2 separate regions of the Canis lupus genome follow, and region 2 is linked to region 1. Evidence: chromatin contacts called from public Hi-C data. All regions are on one chromosome and are shown on one strand. Each heading gives the region's core, a stretch centred on a gene start, on an enhancer-like site or on the middle of the called end of the contact. The rest is flanking DNA. Distances are from core to core; before and after follow the strand shown. Region 1 overlaps HDAC9 (histone deacetylase 9). Region 2 holds the start of TWIST1 (twist-related protein 1).

Evidence for each region. Hi-C and Micro-C count contacts between places; a contact is called where the count stands out from the background.
Region 2: a contact with region 1 is called in a Hi-C map of skin fibroblasts, with 2.6 times the contacts expected there. The contact joins the promoter of TWIST1 here to the enhancer-like site in region 1. A contact is called at or near these places in 2 of 9 Hi-C or Micro-C datasets (amygdala and skin fibroblasts).

What each region holds. Positions count from the first base shown.
Region 1 is chr14:32,927,238-32,933,028 of UU_Cfam_GSD_1.0, reverse strand. It overlaps HDAC9 (histone deacetylase 9), which reads right to left. Exons shown (of 27, transcript XM_038557033.1): 5 at 2,682-2,847; 6 at 1,552-1,678. Among named protein-coding and RNA genes, the nearest start is that of HDAC9, 480 kb to the right of the region's middle. Within about 2 kb of position 2,763, at least 2 of the 20 cell types and tissues checked have an H3K27ac peak or open chromatin away from gene starts, as enhancers often do.
Region 2 is chr14:33,428,635-33,434,062 of UU_Cfam_GSD_1.0, reverse strand. It overlaps TWIST1 (twist-related protein 1), which reads left to right and starts at 2,149. Exons shown (of 2, transcript XM_038556383.1): 1 at 2,149-2,930; 2 at 3,499-4,170. The coding sequence starts at 2,262. The coding sequence ends at 2,888. LOC119866867 (a long non-coding RNA gene) reads right to left here. Exons shown (of 3, transcript XR_005369190.1): 3 at 4,338-4,477.

The sequences.
Region 1 (5,791 bases), core at 1,514-4,013:
TCACCACCATGATGATGGTTCTACCAGTATCATTTATTTGAATTACACATTCTCAAAAAATGGTTTAAGGGCACTTCATCTAGCCCTAACTGGCAAAAAAGGTATTAAGTTCAGATTCCATAAACGAATGATTTATAGTGTTTGGAGTTGGCCCCTACTGAAGTTCAATTCAGTACAATAAAGGATTGCTAAGTAACATTTGACAGTCATGTTAAATATACCCAAGGGGACAGCTAAAGAACTTCCAGCTGACACACGCTTTGCATATAGTTGTTTCCCACTTAAAAAAGGTATTGTCTCTTCTTAAAATGAGCTTTAACCTAGAAGGAATACAAATCAGTTATAAATTATGTGTGCGGTTTTAAGTAATGGTATTTGTTTCTAAATATTTTGTGATGGTAACTGAACATCTGAACATTTTCTTCAGGGACTGGCTTCTCAAGCCAACTGACATGCCTGATAGAAATTACATAAACATTTTAAAAGTACTTATATAACTGGAATCTGCCTCAGTTACCCTTTTTCAATGGATGCTGAGAAGGGCAGATACTTATAAAATAGAATTAGAAGTATAATAACTCTTCAAATAGAATTCCTGGGATGCTTACAACTTCAATATAGAGTAATCAAGTATTTATTCTCTTATCCTGGATGACATGAGGAATGAAAAAACAGTTAAGTGTAAAATCTAATGGTCATTCAGTAAATGTATAACATCAGAGAATCAAAACTTATCTATTAGTCCTGTTATCCAAATATTTGCCTATGAGGGTTTGTCCGAATTTTTAAAAACACGGTATCCTTCATATTTTCCAGAAAGGAGAACTGTGTATCTCATAGTTCTCTTCACTGGGCCTGGGGAAACATGGTTCTGTACTTCTGTAATCATATTGTGTATTATGTTGTCAGCCTGTGTGTGAGAAGTCAGTGTGCTCGGCTCATAGTGTAGCAAGAAATGAAGTCAGATGGTCAGGGGTAAACTTGTCCCTGAAGACTTAGCTTTACTTTGTTGCCTTCATGCTCTTTCCCTTCCCTCCCTTGTCTTCCTGCCTTTTTTTTTTTTTTTTTTAAGTCGAAAAGCTTCTGGTCTTTTAAAAATAGCTCAGATCTCCACCTTCTATCGAGCCAAGTAAAATAAAGTCTCAACCTGCCAAATCTTCAGAAATTATTGTAAAGATATCAGATGCACCATCTGAGAATAGAAAAATGCAAAATAGGAACTAATTTCTATGCCCCACCCCACATTTCTGTTATTCATTCACCAAAAAACCTATCTACTTCCATGCCCTCGAGATGGTACTTGCTAACATTTATTAAGCACTGCTCTCTGTTGCATGCTTTACCACATTATTTCACAGGACCTTTCCAGCAACCCTAGGGGCAGGTACTATCATTATAATCTTTTCAAAGAGAAGGATGAGAATGCAAGGAGCCTGTCCACAGCCACATAGCTGAGAATTGGCAGACACCAGGTCTGTGCCCAGGCTGGCTGAATACAGAATCTATATTCTTGACCCCCCGGGGAAAAAAACGGCCAAACACTGAACATACGTGTACCAGAGCTTGGGATGGCGGCTCACGGAATGATTTTTTCCATTGGTTGGAGTGTCTTTTGTTGCTGATTTACTCAACAGGAATTCTTGAAGCTTCTGCTTTACTTCTGTACTTGCCACTGCCCCTGAAACACACACATACAGACACAGATGTTGATTTGGGGCTCTGTTCTTTCAAGCCTCTGGAGCATTTAGCAAAAATTAAGAAGTAATACCACTGGTCACTGTATAGGAAGCTTCCTACTAAAAGAGAAACCAGAGTCTAAACGGGCTTTTGAGAATGGCACAGTAATGTTTTATAACTACTGCTCAAACCGCCAATTTTCAAAGGACCTTTGATAATTTCTTTAATTGCTTCTGCAGAATGGGGAGTCTCAAAATTAATACTATTTTTTTTCTTAAGGTTAAAGAAAATGAGGAATGAAACATTGTCTTTTAAAAATCAAGAGTCTTAGGGGACCATAGAAGTGATTGAACACAATACAGTCATCTTTCCTGAATTGCTAGTTTGAAAAACTCGTGTTTTAAAAAACTCTTTTGAGCATTAAGCATGTAAATATTGCTGACAGTTCCAGTTCAAGTCATCTGATTTTAAACCTTGCTACATCCTGATTTTGAACTGACCTCAGACAGGGGAATTATTTGGATCTGTCTCCCTCTTGTGGATAGTTTTTTTCAACAAATGTTCTGCCTTAAATCTTCCCAAAGTCTGGGTACTCAAAAACTAGATGGAGGCAAGGCTTGACTTACAGAGCAATTATTACTTGAGCAGGTGGAAGGTCTAGCGAGGAAATGAGGAGTAAGTCTATCATAAAACAATACAGCATGGCTAGGTTGCTTTCATGGAACCTTGTTTTTAAGGTTTGAAACAACAAAAATCAGTTATCTTTGCCAAACAATGCTCCGTTTGCTTCCTGAGGCGCTGTGCAGCCTGAATGCAGGGAGATGAGATGTGAATGTCAACGCTTTGTATTTGGGTCCCTAGTTTATTCTTTTAATTAAATGCAGCCAGTTTTGACAAGTTTCTTTTCTTTCTTTTTTTTTTTTCCGATAAGTTTAATTCACTCCTTATCAGGCTTTATTCTGAATGACATCAGCTAAACATGAGGGAAGAGATTGATCTTTTACCCTGGTGCCTCTTACTTTCTCGTCCTCTATCTTTGCCTCTGAGAGGAGGAAGCTGCTGTTCTCTGCGGTGCCTCTCTACTTCCTGTTCTTGCCTCTGCTGCTCCAGTTTCTGCTCCTTTTCTAGGAGTTCTTGTTGCTGTTTTATGGCTAGAAGTTCCTGTTGCAACTTGCGAGAAGAGAAAGACATGAGAGTGTGCAATTTCTTTAGGCTTCATTGTCATCACTGACCAAAATCAAACTGTTAGGAGCTTCTGGAACTTGTTTCTGTTTAGTTTACATTTTTTACTCACTTTTTTTTGTGAATTATTGAATCTAAAGACAAACAACTAATGCCATAAATGGACTTCAGTCATCAATAAGCAAATTTTTAGGTAGCTTCATTACCTGTGCCACCCCACCAAAAATCGTTACCAAATTTGCTCTACTCTTTAGTTCCCTGAGTAGCTTCTCTTTGTACACCTGAAATATATGCAATAGGCAAAGGCAAGAATGGCCTAGCAGTCTGTTCTACCATGCCCCTCCAATTATAAATAAACAACTGAAACCTTCATTTCCAATCCTGAGAAATGGTATGAAAAATAAACCAAAGGAAGGGTGAGAAATCAGTTAATTTGGCTGAAGTCTACCTGAAACAGAATGAATGTTAAAAATTTCAAAACCTGGGGCGCCTGGTTGGCTCCGTTGCTTAAGCATCTGCCTTCAGCTCAGGTCATGATCTCGGGGTCTGGGGATCAAGCCCGGAGTCGAGTTGGGCTTCCTGCTTAGTGGGGAGTCTGCTTCTCCCTCTGACCTCTGCTTGTGCTCTCTCTCTCTCTCTCTCTTTCTCTCCAATAAACAAATAAAATCTTTTAAAATTTTTCAAAACATTACAGAGAATGTTCTGATTAATGTAAGCTATACATCTGTAAAAGGCTTTCTCTCAATATAGCAGAAGCCTAGTTCATTCATCCAGTTTGTAAAAAACGTTCAAATTTGAGACTAATGGAAGTGATTTTGTTTTGACCAAACTACTGTCAGTATGTCTGAATCCCTTGACTTCACTTCCAAACAACGAGTAACATGAACATGAAGGATTCTTAATAACTCTGTTGACAAGTCCATTTATCCTCAGATGCAGAAGTAGATACCTACAAATAATAGTAAATGTGCTCACTGTGGAATAATTAAAGATTTTGAGTTCTACTTAGGCTCTGAGAATACTAGATATGAAATCTACTAGATATGAAACCTTACAAAACTACTCAAACACCTGGTTCCTCATACATAAGAGAAATAATCTCCATCACACATGTTCAGAATGCACATGAAATTTAGTTTGAAAGTTTGGACCATACTAATTTTAATTGTCATTACTATTTTTAGATCTCTATCCTAATAAAGTTGGTGTAATTTGCTATTTATATTAGATAGGTACCTAAAATTTATGCTGAAAAAGTGAGAGAAAAACCAAAAGGTTTGTGGAATAGCAACAGAGGCATTCTGGAGCAAAAGGAAGCCAACTCTGTATGCTAACCTGATAGCCTCACGTTTCCTAGAAGGATAAGGTTAGAAGCATTTCTAGTTATTCTTCATATTGAAATCTTTGGCATTTTGGCTTTGATGTATCAATCCCTTATTGGATGTTTTTAGATACTCCATTGTAAAAAAGAATTTATAACTGTACTTAAATCCTGCCTTAAGTATTAATTCTATACAGCTACAGGGATTGGTGGAATTGATTTAGTGCTTCAATCAAATTTAATCTATTTTAGGAATCTAGAAAAGCACACAATTTAATTCCCATAGTTATTATTCATTACTGAAGATTGCCAGAATGCCATTGAAAAAAAAGAGAAAGAAACAAAACATCAACCACCCAGTTTCAGATGTTCTGATATAGGACACGGGGAGGATGATGTGGTAGCTTTGATGGCAGATAAGGCAAGGCTACAAACCTTGGAACAACTGTCTACTGGCTGTGTGGTCTTGGGCAAGTTTCAGTATTTCTCTATGCCTCAGCTTACTAGGTAGAGAAATGGGATAATAGCATCAAACTCAACAGATGTTGATTATAGAAGCCAAAGATTCAAAATGCTACTATAAGTAAAGCTTCATGTACTGTTTCTTATAAACATAAAAGTCAAATGAATGTTAAAAGCATCAACTCTTAGCATAAAAAATGTTAAGTAAAATGAAACAAAAGATTTAAAAAGTAAAAGCTTCCTAAATTTAAAAGGCATTTTAAAGCAGGTCTTTGTTTCTGAGAAAACAGTTTATTACTTTGGAAAATCATTTCAAAACCTAAGTTTTCCTTTTAGCTATCTCAGAATCTTTTTTTCTGACAAGAGCCTCTGCTTTTCCTATATTTTCCAGATGTCAGTAAACTTCCTGTATTACTTTGTTTAAGCTAGAGTAACAATTAATTTCCTACTAGCTACTACTACTAAAGTGAAATATATTACTTTAAAATATTTTATATTGATCTTTACAATTACAAAAGGTATTAAACATAAATGAAAAGAAGTATTTAAACTTCTTCAGGGCAATATGAATCAGGTACCACAGCAAAATGAACTATACAGTTACTTTTAAAAGTATGGTGAAAAATATAAATTTTATTCATTCATCATTGTCATCCTAACACACCAAGAATGAATGGAAAAAGAAATCTAAACATTAATTCCTAACATTTTTTTCAAGGGTCAAATAATAATGCTTTAAAGTCATTCAAAAATAAGTCTATAAACTAAAGGAAGGTTTCCTATTCTACAAAATACAGCCATGACCTACTGGTTCCATATGAGACCCAACACAAAATTCTCACTCTTAGTTTTAAAACATCTTATAGATCAATAAATTGCAAGAGTTCTTTTAGTAAAGTTCAATAAAGAAGAAATTATAATGTTTTATATCAGATATCAAAGCTTTTTTTGGAAAAGAAGATAAAATTGGCCTTTCAGGCTAAGAAGTATCTTTCAAAAAAAAAAAAAAAAAGGACATGGGGGGAAGAAGGTAAAAGAAGCATTTTTACCTTCTGAGACGCTAAAATTAATGTGGTAAATTTTTATAATATTGACATAGATTAGTTATCTATATTAATCTGACACAAATGTGCTTGTATTTGATGTATG
Region 2 (5,428 bases), core at 900-3,399, 500 kb before region 1:
TGGCATGCTGTGGTCATTGTTTCTGAATATTTGTGAAAATGGTGATAGCCAAATCCTGCAAGTCGCCCCTCCCATGAAGGCACAGCCTTGTTGCCCCCCCCCACGGGGGGGGGGGAGGGAGGGACGCCTCTTGCCCTCACTTCCCCCAGAAGTCTGAGCCCTTCAGCCAGTTCCAGGCACTCCAGACCCCCGGGGGTTTCCGGACTGAAACTGTGAGCCTCAGCGGGGCACAGCCACCTGGCCTGCCCTCTAGTACCCCGAGGGGGGGGGGGGGCTTCCTCCTCCTCCCGACACCCACAGCCTCGACCCTCGGTCAGGCCCAGAATGGGGCCCTTCGCTGAGTTAATTCCCGTCTGACACTCCAGTCTGGGGACAGCGTGTGCGGACCTCGGCCTGCACAAGGGCACACAACCTCCACACCCCCAGACCTCCCCCCTCCTCTGAAAACCGAATACGGTTCCTGACCTCTCGTTTGCTTTGCAACTTAACAGATGAACAAGAAATGGTTATTCTATCCCAACTCGTTCCAAAAGAGAGAGAGAGAGAGAAACAAGCATGGCATTGCAAAGATGGGTTTCTCAACCACGCGGCTTCCCTTCCAGCCCACCGACTTTTGTTGCCTCCTATTTGCTAGAATGTGCATCAACCCCCACTCGCGGGGGAGGGGGGGCTAGTTGTTGTCAACGTGTTGATAGAATTGCTTAAAATAATAAAAGCACCCAGTAACTGGACCGCGCTTGGGTCACCCGAAGCATAACTGCCCACTCCAGCTCCTAGGATTGAAGGGCGGAGAAGGTGCCTCGCACAACGGGCAGCTGCGCGGGTTCGGGGTGGAGGGTGGGGGGTGGGCTTGAACCCCACCTCGCTCTCTTACGAGCCTCCCTTTAGGGGTCACGATGTGGGGCTTTATGTGGGGGTACGGTAGGGATGACACGGCCGCGGGGTCCTCCACCTTGGGCCGGCAGCTCAGGCGACGCGGGCCGCAGCGAAGACCCTGCGCTGTCCCTCTCCGGCCCGCTGCTTTCTCCGAGGACAGGGCTGACTTCCGAGAAAAGAACGAACTTCCTCTTTTTAGCCCCGTCGGAGGTGAAGTCTTTGGGGTGGCAAGCGGCTTTAGGCTTGGGTCGCTGTGGCGGGATAAAGGAAGGCCCAGATGCTTCTGAGGGAGGGGTGAGAGCAGGCCGGGGCACCGAGCCGCAGTCCCCGCAGTCGCGGCCACGTCTTCAAAAACCGCCCACGACCTCAGGGCCAGCCGCGGTGGTTTGGGCTTTGCAACTCGGGGTGTGGGGGTGGGGAGGTGGGGAGGTGGGGAGCCCCTCCGTCCACCTGGCTATAGGGAGGAGAGCTCCGCGGCTGCCAGTTTTCTTGCCCCTGCCCCCGCCCCGGCCATCCCAAAGCGGCCCCCGCGGACCTAGAGGGTACAGGGGCGAGATGAAGCATCACCCACTGCGTAGAAGCTGTAGCCGGAGCTGCCGCTGCTGTCACATCCACTCCGGGAGGGACTGACACCGCGGCCGAAAGGTCCCCTCCGGCCGCCTTCCGGGGCTGCGCTCGGGTGCGGGGGCGCGGCCCGCGCGCGCTCGGGCGCGGAAGGAAATCGCCCCGCGCCGGCCCGCGGAGGGCGGCGGGGCGGGAAGGGGGAGGGCGGCGGGGCGGGGAGGGGAGGCGGGGAGGCGGGGAGGCGGGCAGAGGGCCGGCCGCCGCAGCCAGGTCGCCTTTGAATGGTTTGGGAGAACGAATTGTTAGACCCCGCGGAAAGGGGGGTGGGGGTGGGGACGAGGAAGGGGGTGGGAGGGCAGGGGGGCCTGGAAAGCGGAAACTTTCCTATAAAACTTGGAAAAGTCCCTCCTCCCCACGTCAGGCCAATGACACCGCTGCCCCCAAGCTTTCCGCCCGCGCGGAGGTATAAGAGCCTCCGAGGCTGCAGCTCTCGTCCAACTCCCAGACACCTCGCGGGCGCGCCGGCACCGGCGGCGGTTCCGAGGGCAGGGCCGGGCCGGGCCGGGCGTGCGTGCGGCCGCTGGGCGCTTCTTTTTGGACCTCGGGGCCATCCACACCGTCCCCTCCCCCTCCCGCCTCCCTCCCCGCCTCCCCCGCGCGCCCTCCCCGCCCCGCCGAGAGCCTCCCGGGCCTCCTCCCGCCCCTTCCTCGGCGGCCGCACCGCCCGGGCCGGCGCCGCGCGCGGGGGAAGCTGGCGGGCTGAGGCTCCCCGCCGTCCTCCCTTTCCCGGGCCTGCGAGGCCGCGCGCTGCCACCTGAGAGATGATGCAGGACGTGTCCAGCTCGCCAGTCTCGCCGGCCGACGACAGCCTGAGCAACAGCGAGGAGGAGCCGGACCGGCAGCAGCCGCCGAGCGGCAAGCGCGGGGGGCGCAAGCGGCGCAGCAGCCGGCGCAGCGCGGGCGGCGGCGCGGGGCCCGGCGGGGCCGCGGGCGGGGGCGTCGGAGGCGGCGACGAGCCGGGCAGCCCGGCCCAGGGCAAGCGCGGCAAGAAATCTGCGGGCGGCGGCGGCGGCGGCGGCGGGGCGGGCGGCGGCGGCGGCGGCGGCGGCGGCGGCAGCAGCAGCGGCGGCGGGAGCCCGCAGTCGTACGAGGAGCTGCAGACGCAGCGGGTCATGGCCAACGTGCGGGAGCGCCAGCGCACGCAGTCGCTCAACGAGGCGTTCGCCGCGCTGCGGAAGATCATCCCCACGCTGCCCTCGGATAAGCTGAGCAAGATCCAGACGCTCAAGTTGGCGGCCAGGTACATCGACTTCCTCTACCAGGTCCTCCAGAGCGACGAGCTGGACTCCAAGATGGCAAGCTGCAGCTATGTGGCCCACGAGCGGCTCAGCTACGCCTTCTCGGTCTGGAGGATGGAGGGGGCCTGGTCCATGTCCGCGTCCCACTAGCAGGCGGAGCTCCCCACCCCCTCGGCAGGGCCGGAGACCTAGGTAAGGACCGGCGCCTCCGCGGGTCAGGTGGCGGGCGGTCAGACGGACGGCCGGGCCGCGGCTCCCGGCCCACCTGGCCTTCCTCCGCGCCCCCCCCCCCCCGCCCAGGTCGTCCCCCGCCCCCCCCCCATCAGCCTTCCCACCCAGCCTGGCACCGCCACCTCTTCCCCCGAGCGTCCCTGAAAGGCAGGTCGGTCCCCGCTAGGGTGAGGGGGACGCGCCCCGTGCCGGGTGTGCTGCGTGTGCGTGAGTGTGCGTGTCGGACAGGAGGGAGGACTTGAGAGACACTCGAGGGTCGTGGGGAAGGGCAAGTCTGGTTGCCAGCGCCTCCCTTTCTTCTGGCTCTAAGTTTTCGTTCTCCTTAAAACAAATGCTTCCAAATTCCACCTCCTCCTTCTTTCCGGCCACCCACTTCCTCTTGCCCTTGGGCTGAAATCCTTCCAGGTTGTTCAGCGTAATTTCTCAGTAGTGGTGATAAGAACAGTGCTCGCTAGTCTTAGAAAACAGCCACGAAGACCTAAACAATAACCAACTTTCCAACCCCCCCCCCCCTTCTGGGTTTTTGCAGATGTCATTGTTTCCAGAGAAGGAGAAAATGGACAGTCTAGAGACTCTGGAGCTGGATAACTAAAAATAAATATATATGCCAAAGATTTTCTTGGAAATTAGAAGAGCAGAACCCAAATTCAAAGAAACAGGGCGTGGGGCGCACTTTTAAAAGAGAAAGCGAGACAGGCCCGTGGACAGTGATTCCCAGACGGGCAGCGGCACCATCCTCACACCTCTACATTCTGATAGAAGTCTGAACAGTTGTTTGTGTTCCTTTTTTTTTTTTTTTTTTTTGACGAAGAATGTTTTTATTTTTATTTTTTCATGCATGCATTCTCAAGAGGTCGTGCCAATCAGCCACTGAAAGGAAAGGCATCATTATGGACTTTCTCCATTTTAAAATGGTACCAACCAGAGGAATTTTAAGAACGTCTTTAGAAATAAAAATACGGGGATCTAACTGACTTGCAAAATCACAGTCAGTTAAACCCTCTTTACAGTCTTCCTCTGAGAGAGAAAAAAAAAAAACTTAAAATACAAAAAACAACATTCTATTTATTTATTGATGACCCATGGTAAAATGCAAATAGATCCGGTGTCTAAATGCATTCATATTTTTATGATTGTTTTGTAAATATCTTTGTATATTATTTTTCTGCAATAAATAAATATGATTGAAAATTTTAAGAACCTCAGAGTTTGGTCTATATTTTTAAAGCTCAGGATTAAGTTGGAGGTAAATACCTGCTTGTTTAACTCTGGAGGCACCCAGGAGGGAGGGGGCACTAATATAAACAAAGCAGTGAAAAACGCAAATAAACTAGCTACTGACAGGCACAGGCGTGTTATTTAGAAAGACAGCTTTATTATTATTATTCCAGTTTGGTGTTCAGTGGACTTTGTAGCATCTCTCCTTCATCTCTTATCAGGCCCCCCAAACAAGCAAAAACTTAGGAAATTTGTTACTCACTTCTCTTGCTTATATTTTGAGGAGGCAGCTGTAAAACAGTTAAATGCAAATAAGCAATATGAAGCCAGGACTATTTTTCTCTCGTTACTGTATTTTTTTGTTCTACCCTCCACTGTTTGTCAGGACTTTTAAGTAATAGCGTTCATTGCACTGAAAGGATGCCCAAAGTGTTACTAAAATGATCTGTATCTGTACACTTACAAATCAGTAGGAATGCGTAGAAAAGAATGAAGTTTAAATTCAGCAGGAGAGAGAATTCCACTTGCAAAGTAATTTGCCTCCCTCTTTTTTCATGAATGAAAATGATATTTATGTCACGTTTGCTTAAAAGAAAAGCCAAAGTTAAGAATATTTTTCCATGTTGATGTTATCCATTCGAGAAGCATGCTCCTTCTTTATATATAAAGAACATATAACTATGGAGAGAAATACAATAAACAAAACACCTGAACTTTCAGTAACTACTAGAGCACTTACAATTTTAAGTGCTAGAGCTTTCATTTTCCAGTCAGTTCTTTAGCAAATATATTTTATTCAAAATTACACAATTTTTCCCTGGTTACTTACAGGTATACAAAATCCGAAGTTAAGTGAAACAGTAACAGTTAAACAAATGGGGCTTGAATTTTATTTAATTCTGGTTATTTCTGAGCCAGGAAAATACTGGTTTTTATAACTAACAACATTATAAGTAGTAAGTTTGTCTCACTTAGGACTTAACTTTTACATCTAGTTGACTGCATTCAGGTGTAACCCGGGAATTTTTCAAACTAGAAAATAATTTTGCTGTCTAATTGAAACAATAGGTATGGCAAACAAGTGTACACGAATCCAAACAGATCATGTTTGCCCAACTCAGATTGAGGTTATTATATTGCCTGAAGGTTTTCGTTTCCTTCCCACACATCATCAGAGAATGCTGACATAACAATATTGTAAATTTACTATTCTCAATATCTTAGACCATGTTTTACGATGA